Linked DNA regions of Mus musculus: region 2 is linked to region 1. A link is a contact called in public HiChIP or PLAC-seq data. All regions are on one chromosome and are shown on one strand. Each heading gives the region's core, a stretch centred on a gene start, on an enhancer-like site or on the middle of the called end of the contact. The rest is flanking DNA. Distances are from core to core; before and after follow the strand shown. Region 1 has its middle 17 kb from the start of Fosb. Region 2 holds the start of Ercc2 (excision repair cross-complementing rodent repair deficiency, complementation group 2).

The links. HiChIP or PLAC-seq counts read pairs in DNA pulled down with a chosen protein or histone mark.
Region 2: an RNA polymerase II HiChIP or PLAC-seq map of embryonic stem cells shows a contact between it and region 1, with 16 read pairs. The contact joins the promoter of Ercc2 here to the enhancer-like site in region 1. A contact is called at or near these places in 5 of 115 datasets of contacts at active chromatin or transcription factors (the SCID.adh cell line, embryonic stem cells and pancreatic cancer cells) and 3 of 9 other capture datasets (adipose tissue, liver and pancreatic islet).

The regions. Positions count from the first base shown.
Region 1 is chr7:19,325,550-19,328,824 of GRCm38.p6, reverse strand. No RefSeq gene overlaps it. Among named protein-coding and RNA genes, the nearest start is that of Fosb, 17 kb to the right of the region's middle. Within about 2 kb of position 1,559, at least 320 of the 459 cell types and tissues checked have an H3K27ac peak or open chromatin away from gene starts, as enhancers often do. A contact at or near this core is called in adipose tissue, embryonic stem cells, liver and 2 more, where this site is marked.
Region 2 is chr7:19,380,570-19,383,416 of GRCm38.p6, reverse strand. Ercc2 (excision repair cross-complementing rodent repair deficiency, complementation group 2) reads right to left here and starts at 1,400. Exons shown (of 23, transcript NM_007949.5): 1 at 1,358-1,400; 2 at 1,039-1,138. The coding sequence starts at 1,362.

The DNA of each region.
Region 1 (3,275 bases), core at 310-2,809:
AACAAGCAAGCAAACAAGCAAGCAAGCAAGCAAGCAAACAAACAAAAAGACAGCCCAGGCAAGGGGGCTGCAGAAATAGAAAATTCTCACTCTTACAGAGGACCAGGGTTGTGTTACAATCCCCCCATGACTGCTCAGAACTGTTATTCCAGGCTGAGAATCTGATGCCCTCTTCTGGCCTCTTTCAGTACTACACACATGTGGTATACATACATTCAAAGCATTCATATGCATAGCAATACTTACTTAATTAATTAATTAATGCCAGCTTCAAATTCCATCACTGTGGGGGTAGAATCAGGTGGAACCCTGGAGCTGGGGGTGGGTCAGCCTCATTTGTTTATCTAACTGCAGGCCAGTGAGAGACCCTATCTAAAAGACAAAGTAGGCTGGCACCTGAGGAATGGTACTGGATGCTATGCTATGGCTTCTACATTCATATACACACGTGTGCATGTGTGTGTGCACATAGAAGTGCACATATGTTCACACTCATATGTATGTGTGTGTGTGTGTGTGTGTGTGTGTGTGTGTGTGCACGCGCGCACGCGCCACTGAAAAGTGGCTATGATCAAAGCAAGACTCAAGTTAGGGCACAAAGTACGGCTCCTGAGAGGATCTTCTGTAACCTTCCCGTAGGAGACTCCGGAAGACTCCCTTTGGGAGAATATGATGCTACTACAGTGTCAGTGCCTACCTACTGCGGCCCTGAGGCACCCAGAAATGCTTAGAGCAGGAGAATGAAGTTATTAAATGACATCTGAGGGACACACTGAGGTGCCAGCAGGCCAGCTGTATGAGATCAGAGTGATTCGCCACCTGCAGGCATCGATAGTCACACCCTGGGGTGCAGATGAGGACAGGAGGAAGTCCAGGAACACATTAGCTGGCAGATGAGTAGCTTGTCCCCAGCCCCAAGGAAGGGTCTCTCAGAGAGCTAATGGGAAGGTCTACCGCTGGAGGCTGGGTCTGGAGAAGGTTTACCTGGAGTCATTGACAATAGGATAGAGTTAGCTAAAGGAATTCTGGATTCCTGGGCCAGGGTTTTGGTGACCGCTGGATAGCTTCCACGGTAGGCAGTAACGGGGACAGACTAGGTACTCAATGTATTTGTTATCATTTCCAGAAGTCCCAGGCTGGCTTTGAACTTGAGACAATCTCCCTGCTTCAGCCTCCAGAGAGCCGGGTTTACAAGCCATGGACCACCACATCTGGCTTCAATCCACAATAAATAAATGTGTGGCAAAAAAGCAACCAGCACTCTGTGGGAATTAGCTCACGATCTGGGACTCAGTTTACCCACCTGACTGATAGCCACTGCCATGAGGATGAGTACCTCCCAGAGGGACATCGCTAAGCCACGAGTCCACTTGGGCCTCAGATAAGGGCCTGGATTCTCTCTCCATTGGGAGGTGCTTGAGCAAGAAAAAGCCGTTCCCGCCTGGCTGTGACCCGCCCACGATGACGTAATGAGTCATCAGCGGGGATCCCGACTTAGGCCCCTCCTTGGAGATGAAGGAGGAGACTAACCCGGGATCGGTGGCCCGGCAGGGTTACATAAGCAGTACTCCTGTCCCTCGGGACGTCGCCGGACGTCCTGGCCGGGTTGGGGACAATGGACAGGGAGGGGCTGTCCCTCCTGGCGCCTGAAAGTAACCAGTCTCCCCTTTCTGATTCACCCGCGTTTCCGGCTCTTTGCAACCTTCCCAGGAAAGGATTTTGGTGTCCCTAAGTTCCACTTACGATCCTATACCCTACAATTCAGCTCCTCACACGCCCTGTAAATACATATTCTCTACTAAGCCCCCAGGTCCTACCTTTACAACATCTCTTGCAGTTCCAGATCCCCCTAAATTTCTAGTCCCCACATTCCTTTTTGGTCCAGCCATCCTTAGCCTGTCTTTCAGCACTCCCAAACTGCGCAGACCTCCCACTTGACCTTTCCTAATGTCCTCCTACATCTCTGAATCTTTCCCAAACTCCTTTCTCTTCCCTCCAACCGACCCTTAGAAATACTCCTAGCTCCTATTCCCAGGTTCCTCCTGTCTCCTTGAAACAGTCCCAATGGCCCTATCTTGTCGTAGTCCCCTTATATATTCTCCCATTTCTGCTTTCCCAAGTCAAACGACTCTCCGGGTACCAGCCCGGCACTAGGTGACCCTGCACCCCTCCCGACGCGCTCCCACGCTGAGCCGGGATTCCCAGGGCCGAGCTCCTGTTGGTGGCCCAGAGACCCAATTTGCAGCTGCAAAACATTGGTCTCTAAGGCAACAAGCCCCGCCCTGGGGCGGGTCCTGTGGGAACCCCGCAGCCAGGGCAAGGGGAGGGTGCTTGCAAACAGGCTGGACTGGGACCTGAGCCCAGGACGCAAGGAACAGGGGTCACCGCCATTCCCCCCCCCCCCCCCGCCGCAGCGCCCCCACCCTCACCCCCGAGTCCTGGCGTACACACAGACTCAGACACTGGGACACAACAGGGCCAAACAGACCTCGGGATCCTGGAGCCAAACAAAACAAAACAAAAAACAAAAACAAAAAGTAAATAAATAAAATGAACAAATAAAAACCTTAAGGGATTGGAGTCTTCAGCCCCCAGGAACTATCAGGGATGAAGAGATAAGACAGAGGCCTCTCCACTAGAAGAGCAAGAACCAACCCCAGGAATAGACACCAAGATAGTGCTATTAAACATGCAGGGACGCCCCTGATATCAGGATAATCTTTTTTTTTCCCCTTCACTGGGGACTTCAAGCCCTGTTTCTGGGACTTCCCCATCGCCTCATCTCGGTTTCACATCTGTAAACGTGGGGAACCTTCATACGAAGGCCTTAGGGCAATGTCGCTGTGGTCACGATGAAGGAAGGGATTCTGAAGACCTCAGACTGAAGCGCTGATCACCCTGCACAGAACCCCTAAAGGTGTCATTCAGTGTCTGTTGAACATCTGCTACAGGCCAGCCCGTGCCCTCCGAGCTGTGAGTGTGACAAAGATGACGGTACTCTGGGCGCTTGTGAGTAGGGAAGGAGCCAGGCAAGGAATTCATAGGTGATAAACATAGACAAAGCCAGGTGGTGGTGATGGCACACACCTCTAATCCCTGCACTCCAGAGGGAGAGGCAGGCAGATCTCTGAGTTCGAGGCCAGCCTGGTCTACAGAGCAAGTTCCTTGATATCAGAACTATACAGAGCAACCATGTCTTGACAAATTAAATTCTTCGAAAGATTACAGGGTAATGGGAAGACTGGGGGTTGTAACTGTCAGTGAGGTGACCAAGA
Region 2 (2,847 bases), core at 151-2,650, 55 kb before region 1:
GAGTTCAATCCCCAAGACATACACGGAAGGAAAGAACCAACTCTACCCTCACGTGCACACTGTAGCATGTATACACACATTGGAAATAAGTATACCTAAAAGAAAACTTTTTTTAAAAAGTTTGTGTTCAGGGCTGTTGAAATAGCTCAGCAGGTAAAGGCGATTGCTATCAAACCTAACAGCCTGAATTTGATCCCTAGAACCCACATAAAATGATAAGAAATCTGGGTGGTGTTGGCCTATGCCTTTAATCACAGCACTCAGGAGGCAGAGGCAGGTGGATCTTTTGGGACTTTGAGGCCTGCCTGGTCTATGAAACAAGTTCCAGGACAGCAAAAATCACACAGAGAAACCCTGTCTCAGAAAACACAACGAGGGACTGGAGAGATGGCTGAGCAGTTAAGAGCACTGGCTGCTTGCTCTTCCAGAGGTCCTGAGTTCAAATCCCAGCAACCACATGAAGGCTCACAACCATCTGTACAGCTACAGTGTACTCACATACATAAAACAAATAAATCTACAACAAAACAAAACCGAAATAGAAGTGGAAGGAAAAACCCAACTCCACAAAGTTGTCCTCTGACCTCCACATACGGAACCCCTTCTTCCCTCCACTATTGTCACTACCAGGAATACCTCCAGAGTTTTCCTATACATAGCCCTAGCTAGCCCGAAACTCACTATGAAACCCAGACTGTACTTCAAACTCGAGCAATCTGTCCTCAGCCACCCTGTCTCTAGAATTACAGGCATAATTGTAATTACTATCAGTCAGTTTATGCGGTGCCAGGATGGAACCCAGAGTTTCACCCCTGCTAGCTAGGCTAGCACCCTACCAACTGAGCGACATTCCTCGCCTTGTTATTTACAATTGTTGTTAGTACACGGTCTCGCTGTGTAGCCCCGGCTGGCCTCCAAAATCGCAGCGATGCTCCTGCCTGGGTCTTCCGGGTGCTGGGATAGCAAGGCCCGGGCCCCGACCAGGACGTTTGCCTGCCAGAGGCATCAGAATGCAAGGAGGGCAGCCTCGCCACCCACCTTGGCGTCCAGCGTGCGCTTGAGCTCCAGCATGTAGGAGAACTGCTCCGGGTAGATGTAGTCGTACGGGAAGTAGACCAGCAGCCCGTCCACGTTGAGCCTGGCGGCGGTGAGGCGTCGGTGCCCGGTGCTCTCGAGCCGCCTCGGCCTCCGCTCCGCCCGCCCGCCCGCCCTCGTGGCGTCTCGCCGCCAGGGACCCCGAAGCCACCCGGACCGGTCTCCGCAGCCTCTCCACGCCGCGCCCCAGCCCCGGCGACGCCCACCCGCCGCCCCATTGCCCACCGCAGAGCCGCCCGCTCTTTCAGAGACCCCATCTCACTTCATGGCGGCTGATCGCGGCGTCCACACGCCCGCTCCTGAATATTCAACGAGGGGGCGTGACCCAGAGACACACCTTCCTCGGGACGCCATTGGCCGAGTCCTCCCGTCACTCTGCCAATCGGAAAATTGGCGCGTGCGCATGGCGGTGAGAGGGCGGACTTCGGAGAGAAGTGGTGCCCGAGGCATCGCTGAGGATCGCCGAGGACTTCGAGCAGAACACAGAAAGAAGAGAGTCGAGAGAATCGATAGAGTTCATTGCTGCTTCGCTCCTCCAGGTTCTGTTCTGGTTGTCCAAGTCGTGAAAATAGTGTTTAAGAGAGAATAACAGAGAAATTGGAGACCGTCTTGATTTTTTTGTTTTTCGGGTGTTTTTTTTTGTTTTTTTGTTTGTTTTTTCGAGACAAGGTTTCTCTGTGTAGCCCTGGCTGTCCTGGAACTCACTCTGTAGTACAGGCTGGCCTCGAACTCAGAAATCCACCTGCCTCTGCTTCCCACCACTGCCCTGCCTAGCACGTGTTTTTAAGCATTTATTAATATGGGTTGGAAAGATGGCTCAGACGTTAAAGCATAGGTCACAAACAAACAAAACTTCATTAATTAAGGGCCTGGAGGAATCACTCAGTAGTTAAAAGCACTTTCTGATTTTGAAGAGGAGCAGGGTTCCCAGCCGCCCCACTCTCCACTCCCACCCCCCAAATCAGGCAGCTTATGATCGATCACCTTTAGGGCTAGCTCCATGGAATCCAATACCTCTGGCCTGTGGAAGGAAGAGGAAACCTGCAGAATTTGGTTCAGTCCTTTCCTTCCACTATGTGTGGGAATCGAACTCAGGTCAAAAGGCCTGTACCTCATGAGCCATCTCATGAGGTACAGGCCTCAGTAGACAGTCGTACTATGTAACCCAAGCTGGTCCGGAGCTCACTCTATAGCCTGGGTGGCTGGCCCCAGCTTGTGGCTAACCCACCTGAGGGCTGGACAATGCTGTCAGTTATTTCATATCTCTGGATTCTTGCTCAAATATCACCTTTTAGTCCTTCCTCCCTTCATTTCATCCTTTCTTTTCTTTCTTTTTTTTTTTAAGATTTATTTGTTATATATAAGTACATTGTAGCTGTTTTCAGATATACCAGAAGGGGGTATCCAATCTCATTACTGATGGTTGTGAGCCACCATGTGGTTGCTGGGATTTGAATTCAGGACCTTTGGAAGAGCAGTCAGTGCTCTTAATCACTGAGCTCCAGTCCCTTTTCTTTTTGAGAGAGTCTTTCTACTTAGTTCTGACACTGTCCTAGATCTCACACTATAAACAAGGTTGGCCTTGAACTCACAGAGACCTGCCTGCCTCTGCCTCCGGAGTGAGTGCTGAGATTAAAGGTGCATACCATAATGTCTGGCTATTTTCTTTCTTTCTTTCTTTCTTTCTTTCTTTCTTTCTTTCTTTCTTTCCTCTTTTTGGTTTGGTTTTTCAAGACAGGGTTTCTCTGTGTA